Linked DNA regions of Rattus norvegicus: region 1 is linked to region 2. Evidence: chromatin contacts called from public Hi-C data. All regions are on one chromosome and are shown on one strand. Each heading gives the region's core, a stretch centred on a gene start, on an enhancer-like site or on the middle of the called end of the contact. The rest is flanking DNA. Distances are from core to core; before and after follow the strand shown. Region 1 holds the start of Syt7 (synaptotagmin 7). Region 2 has its middle 29 kb from the start of H3f3bl2.

Evidence for each region. Hi-C and Micro-C count contacts between places; a contact is called where the count stands out from the background.
Region 1: a contact with region 2 is called in a Hi-C map of Schwann cells, with 2.7 times the contacts expected there. The contact joins the promoter of Syt7 here to the enhancer-like site in region 2. A contact is called at or near these places in 3 of 12 Hi-C or Micro-C datasets (Schwann cells, frontal cortex and prefrontal cortex).

What each region holds. Positions count from the first base shown.
Region 1 is chr1:216,454,932-216,458,168 of GRCr8, reverse strand. It overlaps Syt7 (synaptotagmin 7), which reads right to left and starts at 1,910. Exons shown (of 13, transcript NM_001398614.1): 1 at 1,487-1,910. The coding sequence starts at 1,517.
Region 2 is chr1:216,407,077-216,410,774 of GRCr8, reverse strand. No RefSeq gene overlaps it. Among named protein-coding and RNA genes, the nearest start is that of H3f3bl2, 29 kb to the right of the region's middle. Within about 2 kb of position 2,209, at least 24 of the 93 cell types and tissues checked have an H3K27ac peak or open chromatin away from gene starts, as enhancers often do.

The sequences.
Region 1 (3,237 bases), core at 661-3,160, 48 kb before region 2:
CCCAAGTGTAGGAAGTGGGCATTCCCTGGGGAGAAATGTCAGGATAGGTGACCTGGGTTCAGACAGATGACGAAAGGGCCCCTCAAAGGTAATGTCCCTTCAGCCCACACCTAGAGGACATTCAGATAAGGGCATGAAGCTCCAGAGGAGACTGAGTCTCAGAGCCACATGCTGAGTGAATACAGTGTCTGGCCCCCAGGAGGTCAACCTCAGTGGACCTGGAGTGCCCCTTGGAAGGAAACAGCGAATGTGGATTGGGCATAAATGGGCAAAGCCAGTGTCTAACAGCTTCCTGTGCAGCTTCAAGGACTTGAGTCCCCTACTGTGGAGGGTTTCAGCTTGGCCTTCCTCACGGCATCTGCCTCCCCCAGAGGCCCTTGAAGGGGAACCCAGAGACTCTTGTAGGAGTAGGTCTTAGGCTGGAGCCGGGCTGGAACCCGGCTTTGGAGAGCAGCCCAGAAACTGACCCCAGAGGGCAGGAGGTGTGAACTAGCAGAAGTGGGGGTGGGGGCCTCTGCTGGGTCTAGAGGAGTATCCCAGGTGGGAGCTGGAACTGAGGCTGGACAGGAGCTGAAGGAGATCTGTCTACAGGTGGGCATTGCGTGGGGGAGGCGTCAGGAGCCAAGGAGGAAATGGCAGAGCAATTTCCAGAGGAAGGAGGAGAAATTCCTGGCTTGGGCTCTAAGGATTCTCGATGGATGCTAAGCTGACAGTGGGCTCCCAGGCCACTCCCTTTCTGAAAGGCAAAGGGGTGCGGCCCCCTTCTCCCCTTCCCTGGTAGGACTGGAGTGAGTTTGGTGTTCTTTGCGTCCCCCTCCCCAAGCTTAGGAGAACATTGCCTGCCACCCCCATTGTCATCCACTGCTGCGCTTTCTCTTCAGGTACCCCTGCCTCCCCCTTCACTGCTCCTGCGGTTCCCCACCTCCCAGAAGCCTCTATACCCCGCCGCTGCACCAGATTCCCACTTGCCCCCTAGAGCCCTCTCAATTCACAGTTGGCACCGCAGATGACACTCCGCTCCTCTGTGCCCACATCTTGGCCCAAAGCTGCCAAGATCTTCCTTGCCCTGAGATCCCCCAACACTGACATCCCCGGGGCACTGGTGCTGGGGAGCAGGGGGTACCTCTGAGGGCACTGCCCGGCTCCCACGGGGACAGCACCTCCTCGCTCCGCCACACACGTTGTCCTTGGGCTGCTGGGGGTTGGGGGGGAGGTCTTTGTGGGGACACTGCGAAGTCGGCCCCGGGCATCCAGCCTACAAATGTCCCGACTGCCGGGTGTGAATCTGAGTCTCTGCCACTTGAACCCACGCCCCCGGGGCACAGATGACCCTGGTAGAAAGGGGTGCAATTCGTGCGGCTCCAGCCGACAGCAGCCCCAGGCTGGGGCTCCGAGACGGCGCCCAGGCGCTGCAGCCGTTCTACCCGCCGGTGCGGGGCGCCCCAGCTCGTGCGGGGCGCCCCAGCCCTCGCGGGGCCGCGCTTACCTGGGCTGGCCGCCTCCGGGTCCCGGTACATGGTCCCCTTCGTCGCCGGCTCTCTCCGGGCTCCTCAGAGCCGCCTGCGGCCGCGCGCTTCTCTGCCGCCGCTGCAGGGCATGGGGCCGGGCGACCCCCGGGGGCGGGTCCGAGGGCGGGGGCCGCGCGGGTTGCACGGAGCCGCGGAGCCGGGGAGCGGGGGCCGCCCGCCAGCCCTCCGGGCCGCCCGCGGAGCACGCTGCCGCCGCCGCCGAGCCGCGCGGAGCCTCCTCCCTCTGGCCTGCGCGCCGCGTGTGCGCGCCGGAGCGTGTGTGAGTGTGTACGAGGCGGTGTGTGTGTGTGTGTGTGTGTATGTGTATGTGTGTGTGTGTATGTGTGTGCGTGTGTGTGTGTGAGTGAATGTGTGTATGTGTGTGTGTGTATGTGTGTGTGAGAGAAAGAGAGAAAGAGAGAGAGAGTGTATGTGTATGTGTGTGTGTATGTGTGTGTGTGTGAGTGCGCGCCCGGGGCACCGCCGGCGCCGCCCGCCCGCCGCGGAGCGCCACGGCCACTGTCACTGATGCGCCCACTGCCGGTCGCGCGATGTACTGCAGCCCTGGACTAGGCGCCGCCGCCCGGAGCCGCCCCGAGGGCACGGCCGCCGCCCCGCGCACCCCAGGCGCTCACGGGGGCCGGCCTGAAAGGGCGGCGGAGCTCCACTGCTATGCTCGTCTAAGCTACGGAGGGCATGACCCATTCGGCCTGTGCGCCACGGGTGGCGGTGGTCTTGCACGCCACAGGGTCGCCCAGCTGGCCACCTCCTCCGAGGTGCCCTCTGACTCCGCTCCGAAAGGCCTGGAGATCCATCCCGGGTTTTCCGGTCGGTGGCCACTCGTGGGCGTTAGCTCTGGACACGGAACAGCGGAGGGCCAGAGAAGAAGGGTTGGTGGGTATCAAAACCAGGAGTGGAGTGTTTTGCCAGAGCTGGGCCTCGGTCTGACGGGCTTGTCTTTTCTAGAGCTGGCCCACTGCAGGAACGGATAGGACTAGAATCTCCATCTTCCGTGGGATACTAGGTATCAAGACCCTTCCCACTTATTTTCAGCTCCAAGAGAAAAGAAAGCAACCATTCAGCCACTATTTATTATTCCTTTCCCGACCCCATTCTCCTGTCCTTTCCCTTGACCCAGTGCACCCCTGATAAGAACGAAAAACCTGCTTCTCCTGCCAACCTTGGTGATATCTTGGTGATATCGTGGATATCTCTGCCCCTGTATCTGTTCAACATTGTCCAAATCGGACGGGCTCTGTTTTTCTCTACAGAATAGAGACTATTTGATTCTAGGGCAGAGAGGAGACTTTAAAGGCCCATGACCAAAACATGGGGATAAAATACCGCACCACCTTGCACACATCTACACAGGGACTCACTTCCCCGCCCCTAGCACACTCAAGGATACAAACTACCTAGCTCATAAAGAGTAATGGACCCTTCTTACGATGCAGGTGTTGCTGTACCCTGCACTGAAAGGGATGGGTAAGAAGACAGCACAATCTTTGGGGCAGCATTCCTCCTTCCGTGCAATTCACAAGTGAACCAGGCTTTCCAACATCGAAGGTTTCTGCTCCCCAAAAACCACCTATCTGGCTTTATACTGTGTGTATGGCTCATGCCCTGCTATATCTCTACCTCCCACATGGTACAGGCAGCCAGCACCCATGGGGCTGAACCTTTGTTCCAAGTGTCCCTTATTGTGCTTGTGCACGAGCACACACACACA
Region 2 (3,698 bases), core at 960-3,459:
CCCAGGCAGAATCTAGGCTCCAAACTCCTGATTGCCTCTGACACTGAGCAAGATAAAGACTACTCTCTTGAGCTGGAGTCGCCCAGCCCTTGTCAGGAGTGGGAGGTGATATATCAGGTAGGTAGAGAGTGCTCTTTACAAAATAGGAGGTGAGAAGTTACACCCCTGTGGGGTCACGTCCTTCGTGAGGAGGCCTGTGGGTCTGAGTTTCACTCACGATGTTACTCCCTGAGGCGGCGTGCTCTTAATGCTGATGACGTACAGGCAGCTCATGCATTGTGGGCAGGTTTCGGGCACCACGCACTGTCCTAAAATTTGACACGTGTTGAGTCACCTCTTGCTCACAATGCCGTAGGAGACATGATTGTGAACTGAAGACCTGACCGGGTCAAAGCCCTGGCCTCTCAGAACTGACGGTGGAGTGGGGCTCCCCCAAGGCAGTCCGAATCCATTTGTTTGTTCACCCTGTACCCCTTCACCTCCAACCATGGCTCCCTCTGCCTCACCCCTGTGGCCTGTTTCCCCCAGGCCTGGGATGTGCAATCCACTGGAAGGTGGATGTTAGGAAGAGGGACGTGAGCGTGGGGTGCCCCTATAGCTCTCCAACCCTCCTTAAAGGCCCAAAAAGTAAATATGAGACTGAAAGAGGCAGCTCAGGCTGCAGGAAATGGGTTCTCTGCTGCCTCCTGCTCCTTCGCTTGCTCACCATCCAGTAAGGGACCCAGTGCATAGAGAGGTGCACTCCCCAGCCTCCAACAGCATCTCTCTAGGTGACACAATGAAAAGTTGTTCCTGTGAAGGGCAGAAACTAGGTTTCCACCCCAGCAAGGGGAAGAGACATGTCCAGTCCCCTCAAGGAAAGCTGGGTATTGTAAGGGGCACTCTGGGATCTTTGACACATGGTGGCTTTATGACTAGTATTGTCATAGGGTGACCATTCCATCCTACCCATCCAGGAAGGACAAAGGAAACCAATAGGAGTGTGGGGGGAGGGCTCAGAGGGTGAATGCCCTTGATGTTGAGGCTTGGTAACACTGAGTTCGATCCTTGGGGTCTATGTAAAACCTTGGGTGGGATGACGCAAAGCTATTCCAGCAGAGATAGACGGCAGACATGGAAGAATCAGCTGGAAGCCTGGCCAGCCAGCCTGGAATACACAGGATAGTGGCAGATACCAGGCTGGCCCAGCATTGAATGGTAGAAGTTTCAGGGACCCTGGTGGTCTCAAGGCTCTCACTTCTAAAGTAAGAAGACAAGGCTGTCTGGAGGGAGGACTGCCTTGACAAAGAGTTCTATCCATATCACCCATGCCACGTGGTCGGGCATTCCCCTGATACTTCCCTGGGGAAGATTCTGGAAAGGATCTGCTAATTTTTCATGCAGAATCACCTAGTACATCTATATGACCCAGGGAAATGACATTCTGTAACACCCATGTCTAAGTGCTCTCCGGAGATCTGCGAATGACCACTATGTACTTAGAATATATTCATCTAAAAGAGGCTAAAACAACAATAACAACAACAGTAACGCAACAGTGGCCAAATACTGTGCTTTTTTCTCTCCCAAGTAAACAAAGGTATCTGCTTCAGGGCTGGTCTGACAGTCCCACAAATGGGTACCTACATTTTCTCTTGTCTCTTGGTTTCTCAGTAGTTAAGTGGAAGTCGTGTGGTTTCTACCTCATGGTCCCAAATGGCTGTTCCAGTTCCAACAAGCACATGCATATTGCAGGCAGCAAAGAAGGGCCAAGAGGTTTATACATCACAGAAGAACTATAGATATCTTAAAAGGAAATGAGGGCTATGCAGTCTTCATTTCAGGTGACTTTGTGTCCAGCTTGGCATCAGGAGTTCGGTGGGAAACTAGCTTGGAAACAGCTGGCAGCCTCCGGAATCCCATAATCTGCCTCTGTTCCACAGGAAGGCTGGCTGTGTTTCCTGGCACTGTGCCCCCAGCGGCCTTGAATCACTCGCTCTTTGTTCTTATGCCTTTCTTGTTCTTGGACATTCATCCAGTTCTCCAACATGATGCCAGAAGGGCTGTAAGAGCACGACTCTGCACGGAGCACAAAGCCTTTCCCTCTGGCTTTCAAAGCCCCTTGGCCTTTGGGACCTGTCATCTGTCACAGCCCTGCTCACCTCTGCCCCACCCTCTGGGCCAGTGCCTGCTAAGACTCCCCTCCTTGGTAGTCTGCAGGACTCCAAGCTGACCTTGAAGGCACACTACAGAAGAGTGCCTCGTATGTGTGTCTTCCTCAGTCTCTAGGGAGAATCAGACTCCCTTTCTCTGGCCTCCCTTGGGCTTCCGGAGCCTTCCGTCATCTCTCTATTTATAGTTAGAGTCAGGTGGCTCTGGCCTCCACGTTGCTGGGCCTGGCTGGGAGAGCTGGTTCTGTCACCTGCCTGGGAAGTCTGGGATTTTCCAAAGCAGTCCTGTGTCCCCCTCACTGTGCCAATGCCCTGGAGAGAGGCACCCACACCAGGGAGACCCTTACCATGCAGACGCCCTGCTGGCGGCTCAGGCCTTGCTGCGTCATGCGAGCCCTCAGTTCATCACGTTTGAGACATAAGTGGAGCACCCTGTGCAGTATTTTCACCACCCTGGCTCGTAGGCCTGGGGACCAGCACCCTCCTGCCCCTAAAGGCCAGAACCCCATAGTCCCGGTCTGTGACCTCCAGTTACCAGACCTTTCTGAGCCTCTGCCATTTATAGCTGACTCCACTCTGATCTAACACACTGGGGTTCCCATGAGACCTGAGGAGGGTGATAATAGGCCCCCAGGTCCTTGTGGATTTCATACTCTCCCTACCAGTCCTCAGAAACTGAAGGAAGGATTGCCGTGTCTCTGGACCACATCCCAAGAGCTGACAGTGCCCAACCCGCCACGCTTAGAGACCAAAGAAAGCCACTCTGGCTGAGGGTCCCGGTCTTGAAGGCATTTGGTACCAACAGGGAGAACTGGCGCCTCCTCGTGGACAGCAAGAGAACGTCTTCCTGGCCATCCTGTGGTCCAGGCTAGAATCGGAGACTGAAGGCAGGGTCCATGTAGAGCCTAGCACTCACTGCCAACTGGGACAAATCTCATCTCATTCAGCAAACCTCGGTTTCCTCAGTCTCCTAAGCTGAGATGATACCCCGTACGGATCACACCGAAGCCTCCATCCGTGACTTGGGAAACCAGCCTTGCACAGTGCTGGCTCCCAGGTCCCCAGGGGCACAGATTTGTTGGGGACCACAGGTGCTGGTAGTGAGGAGGTGAGAAGCCAGGGCTTCCTAGTTATCGATGGGTGCTCTCTGGGTGCTGTTTCACTGTGACCGTAGACTCTGATGTATTAATCTCTCCCTCCACCTCCGGGCTTTCTTAGAAGTTTTAGCTCTTATTAACATACCTGTCCTAGGAACAAGCTTACATCTGTACCCAATATAACCTTCCTGCCAACAACGATTCGATGAGTTCTCTGCCGGTGTTCACAGGGCTATCTCTGCTTTCCCTAGTCCTGAAAAACAGAAGTATCGCATGAGCTACATCACAATGACCCCATGGCGGGATCACAAGACAGTGGTCTCTGGGATGAACTTGGGGTCCTCCAGGAGCTGTGGCTGTTATGCCGAGCTGGGCCCTAGCTGAGAGGCTGTATGGTTGGATGTGGGTAGGGAGAAGAGGCCTCCCTGTGAGTGCCAGTGAATGTAAAAAC